Regions from separate parts of the Xenopus tropicalis genome. Here region 2 is linked to region 1. A link is a contact called in public Hi-C data. All regions are on one chromosome and are shown on one strand. Each heading gives the region's core, a stretch centred on a gene start, on an enhancer-like site or on the middle of the called end of the contact. The rest is flanking DNA. Distances are from core to core; before and after follow the strand shown.

The links. A called contact is a pair of places that touch in the nucleus more often than the background predicts.
Region 2: a Hi-C map of liver shows a contact between it and region 1, with 2.5 times the contacts expected there. The contact joins the enhancer-like site here to the promoter of mcm6.2 in region 1. A contact is called at or near these places in 3 of 5 Hi-C or Micro-C datasets (brain, liver and neurula embryo).

The regions. Positions count from the first base shown.
Region 1 is chr9:82,076,464-82,082,689 of UCB_Xtro_10.0, forward strand. mcm6.2 (minichromosome maintenance complex component 6) reads left to right here and starts at 4,859. Exons shown (of 17, transcript NM_204062.1): 1 at 4,859-5,016. The coding sequence starts at 4,907. It overlaps dars1 (aspartyl-tRNA synthetase 1), which reads left to right. Exons shown (of 18, transcript NM_203975.1): 16 at 964-1,075; 17 at 1,451-1,522; 18 at 1,872-2,290. The coding sequence ends at 1,963.
Region 2 is chr9:82,118,913-82,124,908 of UCB_Xtro_10.0, forward strand. tmbim1 (transmembrane BAX inhibitor motif containing 1) reads right to left here. Exons shown (of 12, transcript NM_001030497.2): 8 at 5,874-5,911; 9 at 5,228-5,315; 10 at 1,898-1,993; 11 at 606-659. Among named protein-coding and RNA genes, the nearest start is that of tmbim1, 16 kb to the right of the region's middle. Within about 2 kb of position 1,794, at least 7 of the 11 cell types and tissues checked have an H3K27ac peak or open chromatin away from gene starts, as enhancers often do. A contact at or near this core is called in liver and neurula embryo, where this site is marked.

The sequences.
Region 1 (6,226 bases), core at 3,609-6,108:
TTATATCTTAGTTGGGATCAAGTACAGGTACTGTTTTATTATTACAGAGAAAAGGGAATCATTTAACCATGAAATAAACCCAATAGGGCTGTTCTGCCCCAATAAGGGGTAATTATATCTTAGTTGGGATCAAGTACAGGTACTGTTTTATTATTACAGAGAAAAGGGAATCATTTAACCATTAAATAAACCCAATAGGGCTGTTCTGCCCCCAATAAGGGGTAATTATATCTTAGTTGGGATCAAGGACAGGTACTGTTTTATTATTACAGAGAAAAGGGAATCATTTAACCATTAAATAAACCCAATAGGGCTGTTCTGCCCCAATAAGGGGTAATTATATCTTAGTTGGGATCTAGTACAGGTACTGTTTTATTATTACAGAGAAAAGGGAATCATTTAACCATTAAATAAACCCAATAGGGCTGTTCTGCCCCAATAAGGGGTAATTATATCTTAGTTGGGATCAAGTACAGGTACTGTACCAAGGGCATTACCGCTACCCATCATGTGACATTCTGTTCAACTCCCTGGGCCGTGTGATTGGCCAATCCTGACGGATATTGCTATACATGCATTATACTGACAGGAACCAGGAAGGAACTTGGAGTTCAGTTAATAGAGTGTAGAGTTCTGGCCACTGCTGCAGGATATCTATAGATATAGACATATAAAGAGTAGGGATGCACCAAATCCAACATTCGGTTTGGGATTCAGCTGCCCCTGGCCAAATCGAATCCTTCAAATCACGTGACTTTTTGATAGATAGATAGATAGATAGATAGATAGATAGATAGATAGATAGATAGATGATAGATAGATATAGATAGATAGATAGATAGATAGATGATAGATAGAGACAGATAGATGATAGATAGATAGATAGATAGATAGATAGGTAGATACAGTGATGCTTTTACTGCAGTGTGCATAATATTAGTATCTGCCAATATCGTTCCACAGAAATACTCCAACTCCTACGATATGTTCATGAGAGGGGAGGAGATCTTGTCTGGAGCCCAGAGAGTCCATGATCCCCAGCTGCTCACCGAGAGGGCCACACACCATGCCATTGGTAAGCGATATCTGCCGTATAAATGGCGCAATGATACGATGGTGGGCAGCCCCACTACTGCAGCTTTTACTTGCCCTTTACCTGCCCTGGTACCTTGGGGTTTGAATTATTTAGCTGCTTGTCCGGCGCTCTCAGTGGGGTGAGAGAGAGAGGAAGGTGGGTAGGAGAGGAGCTGATAGAAAGATAAGGAATAAAACATAATTCATTTGTAGCCTCACAGAGCAGTAGGTTTCTGGTTGTCAGGGTCGGTGACCCCCCCATCAGAAAGTGGAAAAAGGGTAAATAATGTTTTAAAAATTGGAAGAAATAAAAATGGCCACTTGTGAGCCTTTATTTTAACTTGTATCTCTCATTGTGTGTCTTTTCTTTTCACAGACTTGGAGAAAATCAAGGCCTACATCGACTCCTTCCGCTTCGGGGCCCCTCCCCACGCCGGCGGTGGCATAGGTACTTTACCCCCAGCTTTATATTACACTGGACTTTTTACCCAGCAGTAACACTGTTCAAGTTCCTAAGCCTCTCCTTGCAATGTGCAGTGAATCCCCGCCATTTAGAGGGGTGTTAGAGTTCAGCGCCGTCACTGAGCTCTAACACCCCTCCGCACAGAATGGTATTTAAGCTATACCAAACTGACAGTAAGCATTATTTATTTTGATATATTATTATTTGATATATATAATATATCTGCCCATAGTCTTAGCAGTTTATATATTTGTTATTATTGTTTTATTCTATCCTTTACCAGTAGATGTCGCCGTTGCAAGGCAAATACTGAGCACGTTTGCTTGTGTTACAGGTCTGGAGCGTGTCACCATGCTGTACTTAGGGCTGCACAACGTCCGTCAGACCTCCATGTTCCCACGTGACCCCAAGCGACTGACCCCCTGAGAAACCTACGGGGCCCAATAGGAGTCAGAGGCTACCGGCCAGAAACAGAAATATGCTGCACTCTCCGTTGCCTTACAGTGCCATGTGACTAAGGACGCTCTGTTGTCCCCTAACATCCCCCCTAGCAACACAGATTAACATGTTTCCACAATCAAATTGATTAATGTCTTTTTTATAAGCGGCATTTAATAGGTTAACTTTATAATCACTGTTCTACAGCTCGGCTGCTAATTAATAATAACACTGTGATTGACTAATGGGAGCATAGACTGCCGGGGAGTGCGTCTTAGTTGTATTAATGCACTGAATAAAGGTTAGTCTTCTACCGTGCAGCCTGCGATTGGTCTTCCTTCAGAAGCTCAGTGGGGGGATCTTGCACCCTGGGGAGACCCCATCTTACTTGCAATTGCTAAAATCACAGATGTTTCATGTTGGTTACTTTCAATGTCCTGCAAATTGCTGATCTCTGAGCGTCGCATCGATACGGGTGGGATCAACATTTACACATTGGGGCATATTTATTATAGTGTGTAAGCCCCTAGCAACCAATTAGATTTTAATGGTCGCCTACAAGTTGGAAAACAAAAGCAAAGATCTAATATAAATAAATATGCCTGTGGTATAGCAGGTAGTAGGGAGAGATGGTGCCTATAGTAGCAGTGGGGGGGTAATAGCCTCTGGGAAGGGACTGGGGCTGTGGGATAGCAGGTATAGTAGGGAGAGATGGTGCCTATAGTAGCAGTGGGGGGATAATAGCCTCTGGGAAGGGACTGGGGCTGTGGGATAGCAGGTATAGTAGGGAGAGATGGTACCTATAGTAGCAGTGGGGGGATAATAGCCTCTGGGAAGGGACTGGGGCTGTGGGATAGCAGGTATAGTAGGGAGAGATGGTGCCTATAGTAGCAGTGGGGGGGATAATAGCCTCTGGGAAGGGACTGGGGCTGTGGGATAGCAGGTATAGTAGGGAGAGATGGTGCCTATAGTAGCAGTGGGGGGATAATAGCCTCTGGGAAGGGACTGGGGCTGTGGGATAGCAGGTATAGTAGGGTGAGATGGTGCCTATAGTAGCAGTGGGGGGATAATAGCCTCTGGGAAGGGACTGGGGCTGTGGGATAGCAGGTATAGTAGGGAGAGATGGTGCCTATAGTAGCAGTGGGATAATAGCCTCTGGGAAGGGACTGGGGCTGTGGGATAGCAGGTATAGTAGGGAGAGATGGTGCGTATAGTAGCAGTGGGATAATAGCCTCTGGGAAGGGACTGGGGCTGTGGGATAGCAGGTATAGTAGGGAGGGATGGTGCCTATAGTAGCAGTGGGGGGATAATAGCCTCTGGGAAGGGACTGGGGCTGTGGGATAGCAGGTATAGTAGGGAGAGATCCCCCTGTTGGCTAAGTTGTGCTACATTTGGTTGGGTTAGTGACAGTGTTGGGCAGACGTATCAGACTAATGGGTTGGGCAGCAGCTCTGATTCACTGAGATTTACTTACAGCTCCATGGAGTGGAACAGACATAAATACTGTATATTGGGCACATATATTTATATATTGGGCTTATTAGTGCCGCTGTCGGTACTGTGGGCCTGGCCACTGGGTAAGTGAGAAGCGCTGGGTCTCTGTAACAATAAAAGACACAAACTGGCCCCTTTCTGCTTCATGGTGCTTTTGGCTGCTTCTAAAAGCCCCAGTATTACCAGTAAGGGCAATTGTATATATTGCTGAACCAGTCACCCCTTTCCCAGTATCCCATAATGGCATAAACACCCCTATTCATCCTTCAGTGCCATGTGTGCCAATGAGCTGTACAGAATACACAACTTGGGCACAGAATCCCTACAAAGTGTAAGTAAAGGTACGGAGTAAAATCTGCTGAGTTACTTTTTAGTAGGATAGAGACAATTTGCGATTGGTCTTCGTTTTTTATTATTTGTAGTTTTTTTTAGTTATTTCACTTTTTGTTCAGGAGCTCTGCATCTTGGAGTTTCAGTGGCTGGTTGCTAGGGTCCAAGTTAGCTTAGCAACCAAGGAGCGGTTTGGATGAGAGAATGGTATATGTATAGGCACGGGCCTAAATAGAAAAGAAAGCTACAAAAAGTAACAATAACAATAAAACTGTAGCCTTGAGGAGCAATAGGTTTTTTGGCCCCTGTTTCAATAATGTAAAAAGTTAGATGGCGGCAAATAATTAAAAAAAACTCTAACAAATAAATAATGAAGACCAATTGAAAAGTTGCTTAGAATTGGCCATTCTATAACATGGTAAAAGTGAACCGCCCCTTTCAATTGGCAGCTTCCCTGGGGTAAATAGATCAGGGTATCCCCAGTATTTACAGGGTACATGTAAGTATTTGTACATATTTGTTAATTGTCATATTGTTAAAGGGTAAGTAAGAGGTGCCAATCCCTTTCCCACACTCCCAGAGCCACTCATAGCCCGGCCATTTTAGGCTACTGCTTTATACCTTCTGATTATATATTAAACACAAAACTTCGTGTAGTAATAGTAAAATCACTAAGTTGTACGCTGCAGACTGCACTGATTTCTGTATAGCCATGCAATATGCAATACAATCCGCCTCCCAACCTGACTGGTTAAAGAAAGGTTGGCCAACACCTCAGCTCCACAGAAGCCCCGCCTCCTCCCATACAATTTGCCTCAGGATTTTCACATGGGGCTGCAGCACAACATAGAAATATAATATCATTCTCGCCACTGGGTGGCGCTGCGTATTGAAGTTTACCATTCCTCGCATCCTGTGAAACCCTCCAGTTCCCGCCCCTCTTGTACAGGACGCAGTCCGATTGGTGGCAGTGTGGCGCGAAAATGCAGAGCGCCGCTACGGCATTGGTTAACCACTGGCGCGAAACGGGAACACGTGATCTTAGTTCGCGGGGAAAATCCGGCATTGTGAGTGAGCGGCTGCAGTGTTCTTATCGGTGAGAGCAACATGGACCTGGTAGATCCTTCCCAGAGCGCCGCCGCGGCAGCCGGAACCCAAACGGTTAAGGATGAGGTGTCTGAGAAGTGCCAGAAGCTGTTCCAGGACTTCCTGGAGGAGTGAGTGCGGGGACCGGGGAACCAGCGGCGGCGGTAGAGTTAATATAAGTGTCTAGGGGGGCAGGTTAAAGGGTAGGGCCGGGGGGCTGTCAGTAAGTAGGTTAGGTATGTACTGCCCCCCCCCCACTTGTTGTACTATAACTCTAGGCATTGCCCTGGGGTAGGTAGGCATTGCCCTGGGGTAGGTAGGTATTGCCCTGGGGTAGGTAGGCATTGCCCTGGGGTATTTGGGGCCCAGATGTGTATAATGCCCGGGGTATATAGAGGTGGGTGACTGGGGGGGCATTCCTGTCTCCCATGTTGTGCCCCCGGCTGCATTCAGTCTGCATCTTGTACCCAGCAGTCTGTGCGGCACAGGGTATTCCTTGTAAGGCTGCAGTGCCAGAGAGGATGCTGGGAGTTGGTGTCTGTAAGTTGTATAGTGAGTCTGTGTAACCTGCACAGTACTGTGTATAATTCTTTCTTTAAATATACAATATATCATATGTATTCTGCTAATAAAGGCTTTCTACCTGTCTGCTTTCTTTCTACTGTGCCTTATACATCCTGCCCTTGTCCCTATGTGCAGTCTCCCTGTCACCTGATTTGTCCCTCCTCCAGCCCTAACTTACATATAAAGCACTTGCAGGCCTAGGCTGTATTCTGGCCAATGCCCTGGGGGCTGCTATTAGGTATATAAGGTCCCTACAGGCCGCCAGTACTTATTGGGCCTCTTGGTATTTGGATCTCACTTTGGATCTGTTTCCCTGTGAGTCTGAATCTGGAAGTGCCTGTTCAGTGTAACAAGAGTAAGGACAATATGAAAACAGACACTGTCACAAAGCAATGTTTAGTTACATGTAAAATAATTTCTGGAAGCCATCGGGTTGCTTAAATTCAGCCTTTGCAGGGAAGTGTAATAGATTTTGGGGACATACACATTATTATTTATATAGTGCCATCAATTTGTGCAGAGCTTTACACAACAGAGGGGTACAAAAGACATAACAGTTAACATGTACATATAAACTATTCACAAAAATGGTTTGCAGTTACATTGGATGAGCATCTGAGGCACTAGGGGGAGGGCCCTGCTCACAAGAGCTTACATTCTAAAAGGGAGGGGTGAGACATAAGGTCAGGGTAACTAGCATGGTGTTAGAGTTAATGTAGGTGTGTAAAGTGACAGGTGACAATAGTAACACACTTACTAACACCTTTGGGTGGGGTT
Region 2 (5,996 bases), core at 544-3,043, 39 kb after region 1:
GTGACTGCTAATATCCTTATCATTTACAGTAGGGGGTACATTATCCCTTATAATACATGAGTGATACTCAGAGTTCCCTGTATAACTCAGCCTGCAGCCTTGTGCCTTTATATGGGCACAGAACCCCTCAGTGACTTCTTATATCCTTATCATTTACAGTAGGGGGTACATTATCCCTTATAATACATGAGTGATACTCAGAGTTCCCTGTATAACTCAGCCTGCAGCCTTGTGCCTTTATATGGGCACAGAACCCCTCAGTGACTGCTAATATCCTTATCATTTACAGTAGGGGGTACATTATCCCTTATAATACATGAGTGATACTCAGAGTTCCCTGTATAACTCAGCCTGCAGCCTTGTGCCTTTATATGGGCACAGAACCCCTCAGTGACTTTTAAAATCCTGATACTTCATAGTGGGGGGTACATTATATATTAGATATATTACTGATAAACATCCTAGGATGTGGAACATACTGAAGACACATTTTATCCTTTAACTTGAAGACCCAAGTCTTACATGGATTAGGAATATCATATGTACAAGTATGAATTATTCACAACCCCCTTCTCCCCACACACAAAATGGCTGACAGTACTAACCAGAGTGAAGACGATTGCTCCGAGTGCAGCATACAGCATGTGTAGCCAGTACACCTAGAACACAAACACATTGCAGTGACTGCTTCTTCCCCACATGATGCCCCATAAGAAACATTCATTTTAAGAATTGCATATTTAACTTGTGTATTTAATCAATACAAATATACTTTTAAAATATATACATATGTCCCTGTATTGTGGTAACATTGCTATTTGGAATTCTAAATGAAGGAACGTGCAATGTTTCCATTTATCCGCAGTACATGGAGTGGCCACCAGGTGTCAGCGATAATGTCTTGAATCACAGACACCATTTTGTTCCAGGGCTCCATGTAATTTATCTTGTAAACACAGGGCTGTTTTGAGCAGCTGCCTTCCTGTCTATATACACAGATACCCTGCAAGTATGGGAAGCCATTCCTCTAACTGACAGACCTTATTATAACTATTGGCACCTTACACAAAGCTGGGGGGGGGGGGTTAGTAAACATACAGCTTTCTCCAGTAGCGACTAACAGCATCGCTTTCCACACATATTTCAGTATATGGAACGTCATGCCTAATTATTCTTTTCAGGGAAATATATACGATTATTGTCCTGTAAAACAGCCCTATTCAATTTGCTGAGAGGCTTAATGACTTTTTGATTCTGGCAGTATTACCCTCTGTATATTTCATAACAGTAATGCCAATAGGTGCCCATATATACCATCATATGCCAAAGTGACAGATTCCATTAAATAACCTATTCCCTGGGTAATTGTGGGGAGAATTTACCTCACATTATTCACAGAGTCCCTGACTAAAGCCTCCTGAAATAAGCAGCCATTAATGTTGTGACCCATAATCTGAGGGAGTTGATGTCAGTCAGGGACGTCCCAGCATGAGTCGGCATGACTGAGCTGTTTCCATCATTCCTGAATTTCCAACATGGCTGAACTGTTTTCACTAGGGTTGGAAAATGTCAGGAGAAGGGAGCCAACTAACCATTTAATATGTGTAGAACTAGAAGACAAATAAACCCTTTTGTGGAGATTAAATTATCCAACGCAGTTTGGGTGCAACCTGTATGGCTGTGACAGTTCCCCCTTATGCTCCCCCCTCATCATATCCAACAGCCACAGTCACACTGCTCTCTGCTTCTCTCTGCTTCAGCTGACTCCACACACCCCTTCCCGTCACACATCAGCCGCTCCCACAGCAGAGTTATGCAGTGTTTCCCACAGCAGTGGGTGTGCCCTCCCCTCCCTTGTTCCATTCAGGGCCTTGCCCAAGCCATTTGGTTCACTTACATATTTAAAGGCCAAGACGATGGCTGTAACGATTCCTGTCACGAACATGACGATTCCCAAAACAGCAAACAACCCTGCGCAGGACGTAAAATCCACCTACCAGAGACAGAGAGAACACACTGAGATAGGACTGTTCTGCCCCCAATAAGGGGTAATTATATCTTAGTTGGGATCAAGTACAGATACTGTTTTATTATTACAGAGAAAAGGGAATCATTTAACCATTAAATAAACCCAATAGGACTGTTCTGCCCCCAATAAGGGGTAATTATATCTTAGTTGGGATCAAGTACAGGTACTGTTTTATTATTACAGAGAAAAGGGAATCATTTAACCATTAAATAAACCCAATAGGGCTGTTCTGCCCCAATAAGGGGTAATTATATCTTAATTGGGATCAAGTACAGGTACTGTTTTATTATTACAGAGAAAAGGGAATCATTTAACCATTAAATAAACCCAATAGGGCTGTTCTGCCCCCAATAAGGGTTAATTATATCTTAGTTGGGATCAAGTACAGGTACTGTTTTATTATTACAGAGAAAAGGGAATCATTTAACCATTAAATAAACCCAATAGGGCTGTTCTGCCCCCAATAAGGGGTAATTATATCTTAGTTGGGATCAAGTACAGGTACTGTTTTATTATTACAGAGAAAAGGGAATCATTTAACCATTAAATAAACCCAATAGGGCTGTTCTGCCCCCAATAAGGGGTAATTATATCTTAGTTGGGATCAAGTACAGGTACTGTTTTATTATTACAGAGAAAAGGGAATCATTTAACCATTAAATAAACCCAATAGGGCTGTTCTGCCCCCAATAAGGGGCAATTATATCTTAGTTGGGATCAAGTACAGGTACTGTTTTATTATTACAGAGAAAAGGGAATCATTTAACCATTAAATAAACCCAATAGGGCTGTTCTGCCCCAATAAGGGGTAATTATATCTTAGTTGGGATCAAGTACAGGTACTGTTTTATTATTACAGAGAAAAGGGAATCATTTAACCATTAAATAAACCCAATAGGGCTGTTCTGCCCCCAATAAGGGGTAATTATATCTTAGTTGGGATCAAGTACAGGTACTGTTTTATTATTACAGAGAAAAGGGAATCATTTAACCATTAAATAAACCCAATAGGGCTGTTCTGCCCCCAATAAGGGGTAATTATATCTTAGTTGGGATCAAGTACAGGTACTGTTTTATTATTACAGAGAAAAGGGAATCATTTAACCATTAAATAAACCCAATAGGGCTGTTCTGCCCCCAGTAAGGGGTAATTATATCTTAGTTGGGATCAAGTACAGGTACTGTTTTATTATTACAGGGAAAAAGGAAATAATTTGTAAAAATTAGATTTATTTGCTTATAATGGGTCTATGGGAGAAGGCCTTTCCGTAATTCGGAACTTTCTGGATAACGGGTTTCCAGATAAGGGATCCCATACCTGTACTCTGTTACTCTTCACTGGTACAAACTGGGTATTTGCCTCAAAAATGTAAACATAGTTTATGAAAAGAAGCTGCTGTGTAGCCATAGGGGCTGCCATTCAATAGGGCACACATTTGCATTGCACATAATAGATATGCTCTGTAGAATACAATAGTTTTAGTATTTAAAAGGGGCAGTATATCCCCCTTCTTCAATATGAACTCAATCAATAGGGCTTGTGCTGAATATACGGACTATATTGTTTTAGTATATATAGTTATTTCTTGCACTAAAGAGGGAGATGAAACCAGTTTCACTTTCTAATTTCCTGCCTCACTTCCTGTTCTGTCGATTCACTCTTTGAGTAGTAACAAATTACTAGTTACAAATTTGTAATCTACAGATAAGACAGCTGTATAATAAGCTGCTCCTTATCTCAAAGCCCAACACAGGCTTCGGCTGAGGGAAGGGAGCGGATTGTTTGTACAGAGCTCATTAACTAAATGTGATCAAATTATGCTGTTTATAAAGGGATAAGGGGTGTCATGCAGAACAACTTTCCATTAGTGCTTTATAATAGCAAATACATTACAATATCACTTTATGGTGTTAAAAAAAAAAAAATAAAACTCCACAGTCCATTTGACAACTATTTATTTGTAAATATTATGTACAGATAAGTGGAGGATTTCCTCTTTTTTAACTTCATGTTTCATATGAAATATAAATACCAGTTTAACTAGTCAGTGACTCAATACTAGATCTATTAAATGTGGCAGTGCTCAGGCAACAGAGCAAGGGATTCCTACAGTTTCCAATTCATAAATAATGTAGGTTTTCAAGCCCTGGCAAAGTAACATTTACAATTGTTTGCCTCAGAGACACTACTACAAATTATATAGGCCATGGAACCTGAAATAGGGCAATAGGGCAAATTCTATTCATGGTTCCTACTATAGAACGACCCCCCTTATATAAAACAGGACATTTGCTGCCAAAAAATATCTATTTGCAGGAACTGGGTAAATGAATACAAATGTTGAAAAAAAAATGTATGTCTCCAGGAATGGGGAAAGTTTGGAATTACAAGGACATAACACAAACCAGCAGCACTCAGACCCAGCAGTCTTAGCACTGGAGCTACAGTGTGTCAGCACTGTTCCCATTATTCCCCGATGAGCAGAGACAATGGCTCTATTCTCCTTACTATTGCTAATTACCTCTAGGTGACATCTTTTATTTTTCATGTGAGCTCCCCAGCAGTGACACAGTTGTACATCCACGTATAATTACTCCCCAAGGGGCACATTAGTCTTTTCATTCCCAACCGGTTTGCTTTCCTCTCAACTTTACCACCAATCAAACTGCAGAAATACCCACTTAGCTCATAACAAAGTCAGCATTAATACATGTAATTAGAGCAGCCTGGAACCTCCTGGCCTTGTTACCCAACTGATTATTACTGCACCCCTCTAGTGTGAATTAGGCCCTTCCAGGAGGACCTGACAGTTTATTGTCCCTTTCTGACAGCCATACTGGAGGCAAAAAATGCCATTATAACAGTATGCCATTAACAGTATTCCTCAGGTACAAATAAACATGCAAACAAAACCTATGCATCAGGGAAACTAATAATGTTTCCAATATTTCAAAAAAAATTATATTATATATATATACACTGAATAAAACACAACCAGCACCAAGGGTCTTGTGGTTGAAATCAATATAAGTGTATTATAATTGCATATACAACCGGTCCCTTTTGGGACCTTTTTCAACCTTGAAAACGTCGGTTGTATAATTATATATATATATATATATATTATATATATATAAATAGTACAATTTTTAGCCTCACTTGCAGACCCACCCATTCAGACAGAGCTGGTCACTCACCTTAGTCTGGAAGCAGAAGATGGTCACTATTATGGTCACAATGGCGGTGATTCCCATGGAGATCAGCACGGCTTTGGAGCTGTAGAAACTGCAGTAGAGAGAGAAAACCACATACTGACACAGCCATTGTTTCTACAGCGTTTACCCTAGCAACAAGAAGAGTTGCAGAAGCAAAGCATTAAATAAATAAAAAAAAAGTGGTTCAGCAATCGCCACTGGGGTCCTGCATTTGTATGTTCTTCCCGTGTTTGTGTTTCCTCCCACATTCCAAAAACCTACAGGCTGTTGGTTTCAATTAAAGTGACCCTGGTGTTAATGGTAGGGGACTTAGTAAAGCCCTGCCAACGTGTCAGTGATGTTTAAGTAAAGGTCAAAACAAACCTTTTATAAACATGTCTCTATAATTAACATGGATTAACTTAAGGTGGATTTCCTTTTTTTATATGGGCAGTGACTTTTCCTGATCCTCAGGAGCAGGTAAGCAACAGATCTTACACATTAACCCTTGAAGCATGAGTGGCCAACTCCCTGGTAATGAATGTTCTAGCAGTGCAGGAATATAACTGTACGATAAGGAGCATGAATTCGAACTGTAACATCAGCTTCATAGCATTCCATTGTTATTATTGTCAATATATTAGCATACCTTGCAATGGTTCCAGCCATGAAGGCCATGGCAAGGGTCTGGGAAGAAATGAAACAATGAGAGAAGGGTTACAAATCACCTGCAGGCTCATGTAGTGACATGGTATGACTAAGACTCTGTACT